Linked DNA regions of Triticum aestivum: region 1 is linked to region 2. A link is a contact called in public Hi-C data. All regions are on one chromosome and are shown on one strand. The core of a region is the stretch at or near the end of the contact, and the rest is flanking DNA. Distances in the headings are between cores, read along the strand shown.

Region 1 (6,574 bases), core at 198-2,697, 310 kb before region 2:
AGAACTGACATGCTGAGGTGTCAGCACTGAAGTTGCCAATGAGAAAGAAGAAGAGTTGTCCACTTGATCAAGTATACTGTATTTAGAAAAAGCTAGTTGAGGTCCAATCTTGTGATGCAATCCCGCCCCTTGTTTTTCCCGCAACTCTTTCTTTTGAGCTACTTGTGCTGCCAGCTGTGCTAGGTCTTGTTCATGGAACACATCAAAGTTGTCCTGCAAACGAAGAAAATATAAATACCAGTTATAATAGAACATACTATTGCAATAGTAACTAAAAAACCATATAAAGCAACTCAGAAAACACAGTGCAATAGTAACGAAACCATGTAAATGAATTCAACAAAAACATACCGGTTTTAACAAAACATAGTACAACAGTAACAAAACATAGCATAGGAAAAGTGGACATCGACGTGGTATCAACAAATTTTGACGTAAAGGAATCAAGGGCAAGCACCATGGTTTCTAATATTATTGAAGGGAAACCATCAGGCTCCTTAACGCTTTCAAAATGGAAGACGAAGGTGCCACCATTAACGCTCTAACTACACCGACCACAAATCTACTCCACCATCTCAAGAAACATCAGGTTCTTGGAAAGATCGCCCGCCCACTGCCTGTCCTTGTCGATTGCGATGTTTACTTATCTATAACTCGACCTGTTAGCACGTGAATTTTTTTGGGGCGCCCAGCACATCAATGTGCAGCTGTCGGCAAGGCAGAAGGCACACATCGGCGACCTTGACAGTTACCAATCCACGGGCCGAGGCCGACCCGCGATTAACTTGACGCACGTGCAATGCAGGCCATTCGTCCCTGGAGAAGCTGGTCCCCTTCCGGCTGGGGCGTCCAGGGCCAATAATTCCAAGGAGCACGGGCCACAGGGCGCGGAAATTCCGATCCCGCGGCCTAAAAATAGCAATGCGGAGGGAGCTGGATTGGCAACAGAAACAACAGAAGGAAAATCTACCCTGTTCATGCCGATTCAGTATCTGTACTGCTACTGGTATAATTACTACTAATTGGTACGTCGAGCTATGTCAGATACAGTAGTTACGTGCTGTTAATCAATCAAACAGGACAGCAGCAGCGAGCGTGCGATTAGGGGGAGGAAGCTGAGATGAGATCGGTCGTCGGTACCTGGGGGTACCCGAGGAGCGCGGTGCCGCAGAGCGGCGGAGGGGAAGGGAGCTGCGCGAGGGATCCACCGAAGAAGCCCAGCGCCGAGGCGGCCGGCGACGGCTGGTCGTCGGGGAAGAGGCTGTCGAGCGCGGGCGGGGCCCAGAGGCCGCCGCCGTCGCCGATGCCTGACCACTGCCCCGCCGCCATGGGTGAGTAGAGTACGCGCGCGTCGGCGACGAGCGCGTGGGCTGGAGGGAGGGAGGGATGCTTTCTGCTGTCAGATTGGTTGCCAAGTGGGACGCTCGGTATTTATTCCCCCGGACGGGAGTGCGAGTGGGCGAGGCAACAAAAATCGCAATGAGGGCGCTGAATGATTGGTGGCTCGTGCCACGTCGTCCAAGCGGAGGCGAAGCCCCGCGGAAGGAAAAACCCGGATATTTTCCGAAACCGTAACGGAGATATTTGTCCACCCCTTCTAAACATGGTAAGCCGAACCAACAGACCGAACCCAAATATCTGTGTGTAACTTTGGGGCGCAAATTTAAGTGCAAATGCGTCGACACGGACACGAAGCGGACATGATTTGGTTTGTGTCGGCGCGTTGAGCCTCCTCTTTTGTCCGCGCCGACCCAAACGAACAGCGGCAGACGAAATGGATCGCTCCATTGGAGTTGCTCTTATAGTTCAAGTATTTTACGCAGTGCTTTCTCCCACACAGCCGGCGGCCACCAGCCTTGCGCCGTGCTCCGCTCCGGGACCGGCAGCCACCCCACCCCACCCCTTCCCCCGCCGCCTCGCCATGGCTTCGCGGGTTTCTCTGTCCGGCTCATCCTCGTCGGAGCTTTCCTCCCCTACTTCCTCGCCGGCGCCGCGTCTGGAGCATGCTCTGCCCGTCCTGCCGTCCCCCCCGCCCCCAGCTCAGATCCATCGTCGTGACGCCGGTTGTGGGCACGGCCTTCGGTCCGCTGGTCCAGGGCGGGGCTGCAGGTCCTTCTCATTCACCCCAGGTGGAGGCGGTTTGGATGATAGGAGCCGCCGGCCGAGAGGGCCGCCTGCTCGCCCTGCCTTCCCACAGAGGCGCCGCCATGCTCAGCGCGTGTTGGCTGCGCCCCGTTCGCCGCCGGAGTCCAGGATGCCGGCGGAGCTTTTTGGCTGCTGCTACAACTGTGGCAAGGATGATGGCCACATCTCGGCGGAGTGCCGGAACCCCAGCTTCTGTGTTCGGTGCCGGGGGGAAGGGTGTAACGCCCCGGATCCGATGCGCCAGGTGTCTGCTAGTTATTTACTGTCATTGCCATGTCATTTGCTTGCGTGTTGCATTTTATCATGTCATCATGTGCATTGCATTGCATACGTGTTCGTCTCATGCATCCGAGCCTTTTCCCCGTTGTTCGTTTTGCAATCCGGCTCTCCTATGCCCTACGGCGTTCCCCTTTCGTCTCTCGTTGTGTGCAGGTGTTAAACTTTTTCGGAATGGCCCGAGGCTTGCCAAGTGGCCTTGTTATAGCACCGGTAGACCGCCTGTCAAGTTTCGTGCCATTTGAAGGTCGTTTGATACTCCAACGGTTAACCGGGTAACTGCAAAGGCCTCTTTTGTGTTGCAGCCCAACACCCCTCCAAAGTGGCCCAAAAACCCAGCAAACTCCCCTCCATGCTCTCGGTCGTTCGATCACGATCGCGTGGCCGAAAACCGCTCCTCATTTGGACACTCCTAGCTCCCTCTACCTATATATTTGTGCCCCTCCCGGATTTTCACGCAGATGAAACCCTACCCCTTTTTCCCCACCGCGCCACCGGACAAAAATCCCCGCCACCGGACATGTCCACCGCCGCCGCCACATCACCCGGACCAATCACGATGTGCCACCTCAGCTCCGCCGCCTCCCGCTGAAGGAAATACGCCCTAGAGGCAATAATAAAGTTATTATTTATTTCCTTATTTCATGATAAATGTTTATTATTCATGCTAGAATTGTATTAACCGGAAACATGATACATGTGTGAATACATAGACAAACATATAGTCACTAGTATGCCTCTACTTGACTAGCTCATTAATCAAAGATGGTTATGTTTCCTAACCATAGACATGTGTTGTCATTTGATTAATGGGATCACATCATTAGGAGAATAATGTGATTGACATGACCCATTCCATTAGCCTAGCACTTGATCGTTTAGTATGTTGCTATTGATTTCTTCATGACTTATACATGTTCCTGTAACTATGAGATTATGCAACTCCCGTTTACTGGAGGAACACTTTGGGTACTACCAAACGTCACAATGTAACTGGGTGATTATAAAGGAGTACTACAGGTGTCTCCTGTTGGAAATATGCCCTAGAGGCAATAATAAAAGTGTTATTATTATATTTCTTTGTCCATGATAATAGTCTTTTATTCATGCTATAACTGTATTATCCGGAAATCGTAATACACGTGTGAATACATAGACCACAATATGTCCCTAGTGAGCCTCTAGTTGACTAGCTCGTTGTGATCAACAGATAGTCATGGTTTCCTGGCTATGGACATTGGATGTCGTTGATAACGGGATCACATCATTAGGAGAATGATGTGATGGACAAGACCCAATCCTAAGCATAGCACAAAGGTCGGTTAGTTCGTTTGCTAGAGCTTTTCCAATGTCAAGTATCTCTTCCTTAGACCATGAGATCGTGTAACTCCCGGATACCGTAGGAGTGCTTTGGGTGTACCAAACGTCACAACGTAACTGGGTGACTATAAAGGTGCATTACAGGTATCTCCGATAGTGTCTGTTGGGTTGACACGGATCGAGACTGGGATTTGTCACTCCGTGTTACGGAGAGGTATCACCGGGCCCACTCGTTAGTGCATCATCATAATGAGCTCAAGGTGGCCAAGTGTCTGGTCACGGGATCATGCATTACGGTACGAGTAAAGTGACTTGCCGGTAACGAGACTGAACGAGGTATTGGGATACCGACGATCGAGTCTCGGGCAAGTAACATACCGTCTGATAAAGGGAGTAGTATACGGGGTTGCTTGAACCCTTGACATCGTGGTTCATCCGATGACAACATCGAGGAGCATGTGGGAGCCAACATGGGTATCTAGATCCCGCTGTTGGTTATTGACCTGAGGTCGTCTCGGTCATGTCTGCATGTCTCCCGAACCCGTAGGGTCTACACACTTAAGGTTCGGTGACGCTAGGGTTATCAGGAAGACAAGTATGTGATTACCGAATGTTGTTCGGAGTCCCGGATGAGATCCCGGACGTCACGAGGAGTTCCGGAATGGTCCGGAGGTAAAGATTTATATAAGGAAAGTGGTTAAACGGACACCGGAAAGTTTCGGTGGCATACCGGTATTGTACCGGGGCCACCGGAAGGGTTCCGGGGGTCCACCGGGTGGGGCTACCACTTCCGGGGGGCCACATGGGCTGTGTGGGAGAGGGAGCCAGCCCCTAGTGGGCTGTGCGCGCCTCCCCACCTAGGCCCATGCGGCTAGGTCAAGGGGAGGGGAAACCCTAAAGGGGGCGCCCCCCTAGCTTGGGGGGCAAGTCACCCTTTTCCCTCTCCCTTTGGCCGCCGCCCCCCTCTAGGGTTTCCCCTAGAGGGCCGGCCCCCTTGCCCCTCTCCTCCTATATATAGAGGGGTGAGGGGAGGGCTGCTGTACGACACAACTCAAGGCGCAGCCCCTCCCCTCCCCAACACCTCTCCTCCTCCGTACGTGCTTGGCGAAGCCCTGTCGGAGTACTTCTGCACCAACTACACCACGCCGTCGTGCTGCCGTTGGAGCTGCCTTCCTCAACCTCTCCTTCCTCCTTGCTGGATCAAGATGGAGGAGACGTCGTCCGTCCCATACGTGTGTTGAACGCGGAGGTGCTGTCCGTTCAGCACTTGGTCATCGGTGATCCGAATCACGACGAGTACGACTCCATCATCACCATCCCCTTGAACGCTTCCGCACTTGATCTACAAGTGGTATGTAGATGCAAACTCTTCCCCTTAACTCGTTGCTTATATGAACTCATAGATGGATCTTGGTGAAACCGTAGGAAAAATTTAATTTTCTGCAACGTTCCCCAACAGTGGCATCATGAGCTAGGTCTATGCGTAGTTCTCTATTGCACGAGTAGAACACAATTTTGTTGTGGGCGTGGATCTTTTCAACTTGCTTGACGCTACTAGTCTTATCTTGCTTCAGCGGTATTGTGGGATGAAGCGGCCCGGACCAACCTTACACGTACGCTTACGTGAGACCGGTCCCACCGACTAACATGCACTAGTTGCATAAGGTGGCTGGCGGGTGTCTGTCTCTCCCACTTTAGTTGAAGTGGATTCGATGAAAAGGGTCCTTATGAAGGGTAAATAGAAGTTGACAAGATCATGTTGTGGTTATTCGTAGGTAAGAAAACGTTCTTGCTAGAACCCAATTGCAGCCACGTAAAAGATGCAACAACAATTAGAGGACGTCTAACTTGTTTTTGCAGCAATTGTCATGTGATGTGATATGGCCAGAAGTTGTGATGAATGATGAATGATATATTGTGATGTATGAGATCATGTTCTTGTAATAGGAATCACGACTTGCATGTCGATGAGTATGACAACCGGCAGGAGCCATAGGAGTTGTCTTTATTTTGTATGACCTGCGTGTCATTGAAGAACGCCATGTAAACTACTTTACTTTATTGCTAAACGCGTTAGTCACAGAAGTAGAAGTAGTCGTTGGCGTGACAACTTCATGAAGACATGATGATGGAGATCATGATGATGGAGATCATGGTGTCATGCCGGTGACAAGATGATCATGGAGCCCCGAAGATGAAGATCAAAGGAGCTATATGATATTGGCCATATCATGTCACTACTTTATATAATTGCATGTGATGTTTATTATGTTTATGCATCTTGTTTACTTAGGACGACGGTAGTAAATAAGATGATCCCTTACAACAATTTCAAGAAGTGTTCTCCCCTAACTGTGCACCGTTGCTACAGTTCGTCGTTTCGAAGCACCACGTGATGATCGGGTGTGATAGATCCTTACGTTCACATACAACGGGTGTAAGACAGTTTTACACAGCAAAACACTTAGAGTTAACTTGACGAGCCTAGCATGTACAGACATGGCCTCGGAACACGGAGACCGAAAGGTCGAACATGAGTCGTATGGAAGATACGATCAACATGAGAATGTTCACCGATGATGACTAGTCCGTCTCACGTGATGATCGGACACAGCCTAGTCGACTCGGATCGTGTAACACTTAGATGACTAGAGGGATGTCAAATCTGAGTGGGAGTTCAATAATTTGATTAGATGAACTTAATTATCATGAACTTAGTCTAAAACCTTTGCAAATATGTCTTGTAGATCAAATGGCCAACGCTCATGTCAACATGAACTTCAACGCGTTCCTAGAGAAAACCAAGCTGAAAGATGATGGCAGCAACTATACG
Region 2 (7,243 bases), core at 1,463-3,962:
AGACCGAGATGCATGAACAATGAAGTGAAAGTAAAGTGTTCAGCACAACAGAGGTGGAAAGGAAATAGCAAGAACACTTCTAAACATCAGAGTTTTATTCTTGTATGCGCTTCATAATTCATATACTGAAGAAAGAGGAATGTAACATGCACCACACCAAAAAACAGAGCAACAACCAGAACAGCCTCGGCTGTAAGATTTTAGTGTGGCTACTGGCTTAGATGTACACTGCAACCATGTAGGGCCATGGTGAAGTCGGCCTTTCACGACCAGAAGAAAGAAAAACAGATGATAATAAATACTAGTATAAACAGAGAGGTGGGAAGAGTAAACGTCTAGATTTCCTCTAGTTCTTATTGCAGCTATTTCAGAAGTGTGCAGTGTCTAAAAGTTCCTACTACTTATATAAACATCAAATCAATAAATCGAGATACTCAGAAATACTAAAATACAAAAGATATCAATCATAGATGTGACTTGTTGTGCTAAAAATAAATTACAAACAAAACTGCAGAAATATCAACACCGGTCAGGATATTTTGGAGTATAGAAAGAACTATCTCAGAATAAGGGGTGATATAACTCCTATAAAGCAAAGAAGACAGCATAACAAACCTAACAAATGAGTAAGGACACATCTTATCACGGATAACCACATGCAAAAGTAAGAAAAAGATGCTCAAAGATTTGTCAACCAAACCTGGGTCAGGATAGCGTCATCAGTTGGGAGTTTAAGATCATCCTTAGTGCTACCATTATCAGTAAGAAGGCTCACCTAAAACAAAAAATATAGTAAGTATCGAGGCCAATAATTATGCACAATAAAAATACATTTTTCTTGATTAGTAGAACGTACAAATCCATCCTCTGATATGTCAATCAGCTGATACTCAGTACGGTCCACATGTGGCACCTAAAAATATATAGAATAGTGAGTTATCTGTAAAACTGAACCAACCAAAGTTCTTTATTAAACATTGATAAAATAAACTTACATCACAGTTGTGGGATGAAGGAACAATGTCCTCAAGCTTTTTACCATTGAATATATCTAAGGCAACAAAGTGGCATTTAGCATGACCGTGCTTTCCAGTCTTCGAGGTAGAAACCTCCACCACCTGTTGCACAAGTTTATTTAGCACAACGAGATAAGATAAAAGACTTGAAAATTAATGTCAAAGAAGCACCACATATTTTCAGGCTTAAGCCTTGAAGTGTATTCTGATCACAATGACAGACGTCAGAACTTACAGGAAACATACACACAGGAGTAGGTGAAGAAATATGTACTAAAAAGGTAAGGACAGCAATCGCATTGGCACAACAAGCTAGATAAACATGGATAAATTAGTTTTAGCTTTTGAGTCAATTAACTGTTTGTCCCTTCCAAATTACAACAGAACAAATTTATGATCGATGATTTGTTTGGATAAGTCAAGGCAATAGATAGATTGAGAAAGAAAGGTATTGTTTCCTTCGGAAGTTAGGTCTATGTACATGCAGGAAGCTTAAAATCTCCATCATATTCCATCCAAACATGTCGACAGTGCCCCTTACACTTCGATTACAATCTTAAAGTTCCGACACGGAATAGCCAAATCACCCACTGTACAGATATATAGAGTTTAAAGTGCCCGAGTGGGAATCCCGTTTTGGTTATCAAACTACTTCTCGTACCCCGCAAAATACTAGGAAAATATTATTAAAATTACAGGAATAATGGACGTTAGCAAGTTTAGTTGTACAATAAAACATGTATTTTACAAGTTATCCCATCACATGATTTTTGTTTTTTTGGATCACAGGAAAGGGGATAGTATATCATGTAGCTAAAGCTTCCCCTGTTTCAAGACCCTCCTAATTAATCGTGTACAGTACGTGGCAGATAGTGGCGAACATGGTCAAAATAGCTCCCCTCCCCTATAAATAACAACTCCACCCTTCTCCTTGGGGTCACCACCGATATGTCAACAAGTCAATCCACACTGATACGAAACGGAACCATCCGACGACAGCTCGCAAGCATTCTCAAACAGAAATAGCAGCGTGCGGAGATAACAAAATCAGTATTCCTTCATAGTACGGCGGCCATGAAGAGCAGCATCGGAATTGCGATCACACACACACAACCATCCAGCCGGGATCGAGGAAAATCCATACCTTGCAGGGGCGGTTCTTGATGACGAGGTAGCCGCCCTTCCGGATGGCGCCGGCCTGCATAGGGAAGGTCTTGGACGCCCCCGCATCGGCCTTGGACTCGAAGTGGTGGTCCTCGGAGTCCGACATGGCGACCTTAATCACCCGCTAACTAGCTTCTCGCCCCTGAACAACAGCAAACCAAATCCAAGCAACGAGATTAAGCTTCGAAGCTCCCAAATCAAGAAACCTCGGCCAAATTCGGAACTGAATCGATCCCCCGAATTCACCTGGGCTGGATGGATCACGACGCGCCAGGAGGAGGGAGGGACGGAGGGGCGCTGATGATGATAAGTGATAAGCTCGCGCCGAATACTAGGGTTCGAGCGCATTTATAGCGCTGACAGCGCGTGCTCCGGCCACACCTACCTGCCTACCCTCCCTGCTTGCTGAGGATGACGGTGGGGCCGGAGATGGTCCGGGCCCGCGTCTCGGCGGAAGAGGACTTTTGTCGACGGGTGGAGGGAGAGATCGGGGCCGTCGGTTTGGTTGGAGGATGGCTACAGGTGTACGGCTGCGGAAGGCAGGAATATCTTCGCGTTCGAACCACGCCATGGGGCGGCTCGAGCATCTTCCTCTCTGTTTTTTCTCTGCTTTTCTTCTGCCTTTTTATGGCTTCTTTTCGCTGATCGGTGATCAGAAAACTCAAGTCAAATATCTGATTCCGATAGGATAGGGATTCCTTGGGAGGACGTCACAGTGCACTACTCAGATTGGGATGATTGTTGCGTTGGATTGTGTATTCACATACATGGTTTAAAAAATGTGAATTATTATTTGGCTAAGTGCTTCCCTTGGGAGGGCATGACAAAACGAATGTTTTATGACGTTGTCGTGATGATGGCAACTTCCTTTAACAAGCACGGCAAATCCGATAAAAAACTTGCGACTATGTAAACTGTCATAAAACCGTTTGTTTGTCATGCCCTTTCAGAGAATGTTAGCTGGTTATGAAGATCCTAAAATTAACCGTACTGCCATAATTCTTTCCGCTCTATGAATTGCAAAATTACTTAAATTAAATTTGATAGTATATATCACAATCAATGCACTTATAACACTGGAAAGAGAAACTCAAGCAAGCAAGCAACACTGTATTTGCGAGCACCGATTTGTAGCGGCAAAACCATAGTTGTGTTGATTAGGACAAAGGGCGACTGGTGGAGGGGGTCGGAAAGAGTGGCGATTGGTGGATGCATATTGGGGAGAAGCCACGGCAGGAATTATTTGCACTTGATCGCTTGCCTCGTTTGGTTGTGTCATCATAAAAGAACTACGTACTAACATGTATCTATAATACCTAAATAGCTCATCCCCACTATTATATTTCTTTCGTCATGCAGCCTATCCACCTCATCACTATGCCATGTCAGCGTAAATACTTAGGGCATCTCCAACAGGTTGTATGTTAGTCTTATTGGTAAAATGTCCATGTCATCAACCAACAAGCTATCATACAACTATTTCAATAGGTTGTATGTAAGCTATCCAATAAATTGTGAGAAAATTAATGTGATTGCTCTCTATTTCACCCTGGAGCTTGTGCAAAGGTTGTTGGTTAATCTACATACAACTTTGCTCTCTCTCCATATTTATTACATGCCAAATCATCACTATGTCCTAGGTGGCAAATTAACCAACACCTATCTTACGACTGTTGGAGATGCCCTTACTCAACTTGCTTGTTTTATCGTTATGCGTGTAGAGGCATGTGTGAGGATCAAGGCTCCCTAACTGCCTTATTTACTGTTTTACGGGGAAACCTAAGGGGCATGGTGGGTTCTAAATGGATAAGAGGGATTGGGGTGGAGTAGGGAGTAAACTCAAATCAAAGGAGTCTGATGGGTTCTAGATGGATATGGACTAGGGAGAATGAGGTGGGGTGGAGAGTTAAATCTTCCAAACTGAATGGATCTGGTGGGTTCTACATAGGTTGGGGTGGAGTGTGAAATGAACTCACCACTGTCGGCCCAGTGGGAACCAGGGAACCACTGTCCGTCTGCCTCTGGCCCAAAGGTCGACACCTTGGCTGGCCCATGGCAGGTGGTCCTGCTCCAGCTGCTCTGCGGGGAGTCGCCTCGCGAGGCCCCTTGTCGCCAGGCAGAGCCCTGCCGTGGCTACTAAGCATCGGGCCGCCTCGTGAGGCTCCCCTTGCGAGACCGCCTCACGAGGCAGGTCGTACGGCGCCAGCGGCGGGGCTCGGCGGCCATCACATGGATGGCGTCCCGCTGTCAGGATGAGGACGGCGGAGCATGACCAAACCTAGTTTTCATTTTGGTGATAAGGGAGCGGCGACATTTGTCTCCCCCAAAGCAAGTCCCAAAGCATTTCCTCTTTGGTGGAAGAGGATCAGGACGGATCGGCACACCAGGGCAGAGGTCATCGCCGAGCCCACCAGCGCGTCATGAAGACTCCTTTACCAGCGCGTCAACGCCAGCAAGGACAAAGCCGTCACAGGCCGAGCTGTCGCTAGGGTCCATGCGGCGCCCGGCGCCCGAGGTGCCCCTGGGCGGCGCCCTCGCGCCGCCACCAAGCCCGTTGGGGAGCGAGTTGCTGATACGTCTCCAACGTATCTATAATTTTTTATTGTTCCATGCTGCTATATTATCATTCTTGTATGTCTTACAATCATTTTATAGCAACTTTATATCATTTTCTGGGACTAACCTATTGACTGATACGTCCATTTTCCATCATGTTTTCCTACTATTATTTATGTTGTTTTATTTATAATAATGCTTTTTGGAGTAATTCTAATGCCTTTTCTCTCATAATATGCAAGGTATGCACCAAGGGGTAGAATCCTGGTAGCTGGAAATCTGGACCTGAAAAAGCTACGTCAAGCTACCTATTCTGCACAACTCCAAATGAGCTGAAACTCCCCGAGGATTCTTTGTGGAATATTTAAGTAATATTTGAGCAAATAAGTACCAGAGGAGGGCCACCAGGTGGGCACAACCCACCTGGGCGTGCCAGGAGGCCTAGACGCGCCCTGGTGGGTGCTGCCCTCCTCCGGTGCCCATCTTCTGGTATATAAGTCATTTTGACCTAGAAAAAATAAGGGGAGGACATTCGAGACGAAGTGCCGGCGCCTCGAGGCGGAACTTGGGCAGGAGCCCTTTTGCCCTCCGGCGGAGCGATTCCTCCGGGGGAACTTCCCTCCAGAGGGGGAAATCATTGTCATCATCATCACCAACAACTCTTCCATCTTGGGGAGGGTTATCTTCATCAACATCTTCACAACACCAACTCCTCTCAAAACCTAGTTCATCTCTTGCGTTCAATCTTTGTATCAAAACTATAGATTGGTTCCCATGGGTGACTAGTAGTGTTGATTACATCTTGTAGTTGATTACTATATGGTTTATTTGGTGGAAGATTATATGTTTAGATCCATTATGCTATTCAATACCCCTCTTATCTTGAGCATTTTTATCATTTGTGAGTAGTTACTTTCGTTCTTGAGGTCACGGGAGAAATCACGTTGCAAGTAATCATGTGAACTTGATATGTGTTCGATATTTTGATGGTATGCATGTTGCCATTCTCTTAGTGGTGTCATGTGAACGTCGACTACATGACACTTCACCATATTTGGGCCTAAGGGAATGCATTGTGGAGTAGTTATTAGATGGTGGGTTGCGAGAGTGACAGAAGCTTAAACCCCAGTTTATGTGCAATTCCGTAAGGGACCGATTGGATCCAAAAGTTTAATGCTATGGTTAGAATTTATTCTTAATACTTTTCTCGTAGTTGCGGATGCTTGAGAGAGGGTTAATCATAAGTAGGAGGTTTGTTCAAGTAAGAACAACACCTAAGCACCGGTCCACCCACATATCAAATTATCAAAGTACCGAACACGAATTAAGCCAACATGATGAAAGTGACTAGATGAAATTCCCGTGTACCCTCAAGAAGACTTTGCTTATCATAAGAAACCGTTTGGCCTGTCCTTTGCCTCAGAAGGATTGGGCTACCTTGATGCACTTTTGTTACTACTATTGTTACTTGCTCGTTACAAATTATCTTGCTACCAAACTACTCCGCTACTTACAATTTTAGCACTTGCAGACATTACCTTGCTGAAAACCACTTGTCATTTCCTTCTGCTCCTCGTTGGGTTCGACACTCTTACTTACCGAAAAGAGCTACAATTGACCCAGTACACTTGTGGGTCATCAAGGCAATTTTATGGTGCCGTTGCCGAGGAGTGAAGCACTCTTGGTAAGTGTAAATTGGTAAGGAAACATTATTACTACGTGCTGAAATTTATTGTCACTTGCTACTATGGAAAACAATCCTTTGAGGTGTTTGTTCTGGGTATCTTCACCTCGACCAGAACCACAATTAGTTACCCCTCAACCTATTGCACCCACTGAAAATATTGAATATGAAATTCCTTAGGGTATGTTAGAACAACTGCTAGCTAATCCTTATGCAGGAGATGGAACCGAACATCCTGATATGCACTTGATATATGTGGATGAAATTTGTGGATTCTTTAAGCTTGCAGGTTTGCCCGAAGATGAAGCTAAGAATAAAGTTTTCCCTTTATCTTTGAAGGGAAAATCATTGACATGGTATAGGCTATCCGATGATATTGGATGTTGGAACTGGAACCGTTTGAAATTGGAATTTCATCAGAAATTTTATCCTATGCATCTAGTTCATCGTGATCGGAATTATATATATAATTTTTAGCCTCATGAAGGAGAAAGTATCTCTCTAGCTTGGGGGAGGCTTAAGTCAATGTTATATTCATGCCCCAATCATGAGCTCTCGAGAGAAATTATTATTCAGAATTTTTATGCTCGGCTTTCTCATAATGATCAATCCATGCTCGATACTTCTTGTACTGGTTCTTTTATGAAGAAGACTATTGAATTCCGGTGGGATCTTTTAGAAAGAATTAAATGCAAATCTGAAGATTGGGAACTCGACGAAGGTAAAGAGTCAAGTATTGAACCTAAGTTTGATTGTGTTAAATCTTTTATGAATATCGATGCTTTCCGAAAGTTTAGCACTAAATATGGACTTGACTTTGAGA

The links. A called contact is a pair of places that touch in the nucleus more often than the background predicts.
Region 1: a Hi-C map of leaf shows a contact between it and region 2, with 4 times the contacts expected there. The contact joins the promoter of LOC100192141 here to the promoter of LOC123044338 in region 2. A contact is called at or near these places in 2 of 5 Hi-C or Micro-C datasets (both in leaf).

The regions. Positions count from the first base shown.
Region 1 is chr2B:199,096,840-199,103,413 of IWGSC CS RefSeq v2.1, reverse strand. LOC100192141 (probable WRKY transcription factor 3) reads right to left here and starts at 1,447. Exons shown (of 4, transcript XM_044467063.1): 1 at 1,141-1,447; 2 at 1-213. The coding sequence starts at 1,329.
Region 2 is chr2B:198,788,988-198,796,230 of IWGSC CS RefSeq v2.1, reverse strand. It overlaps LOC123044338 (eukaryotic translation initiation factor 5A-2), which reads right to left and starts at 2,712. Exons shown (of 6, transcript XM_044467062.1): 1 at 2,427-2,712; 2 at 2,161-2,322; 3 at 996-1,118; 4 at 857-913; 5 at 701-775. The coding sequence starts at 2,286.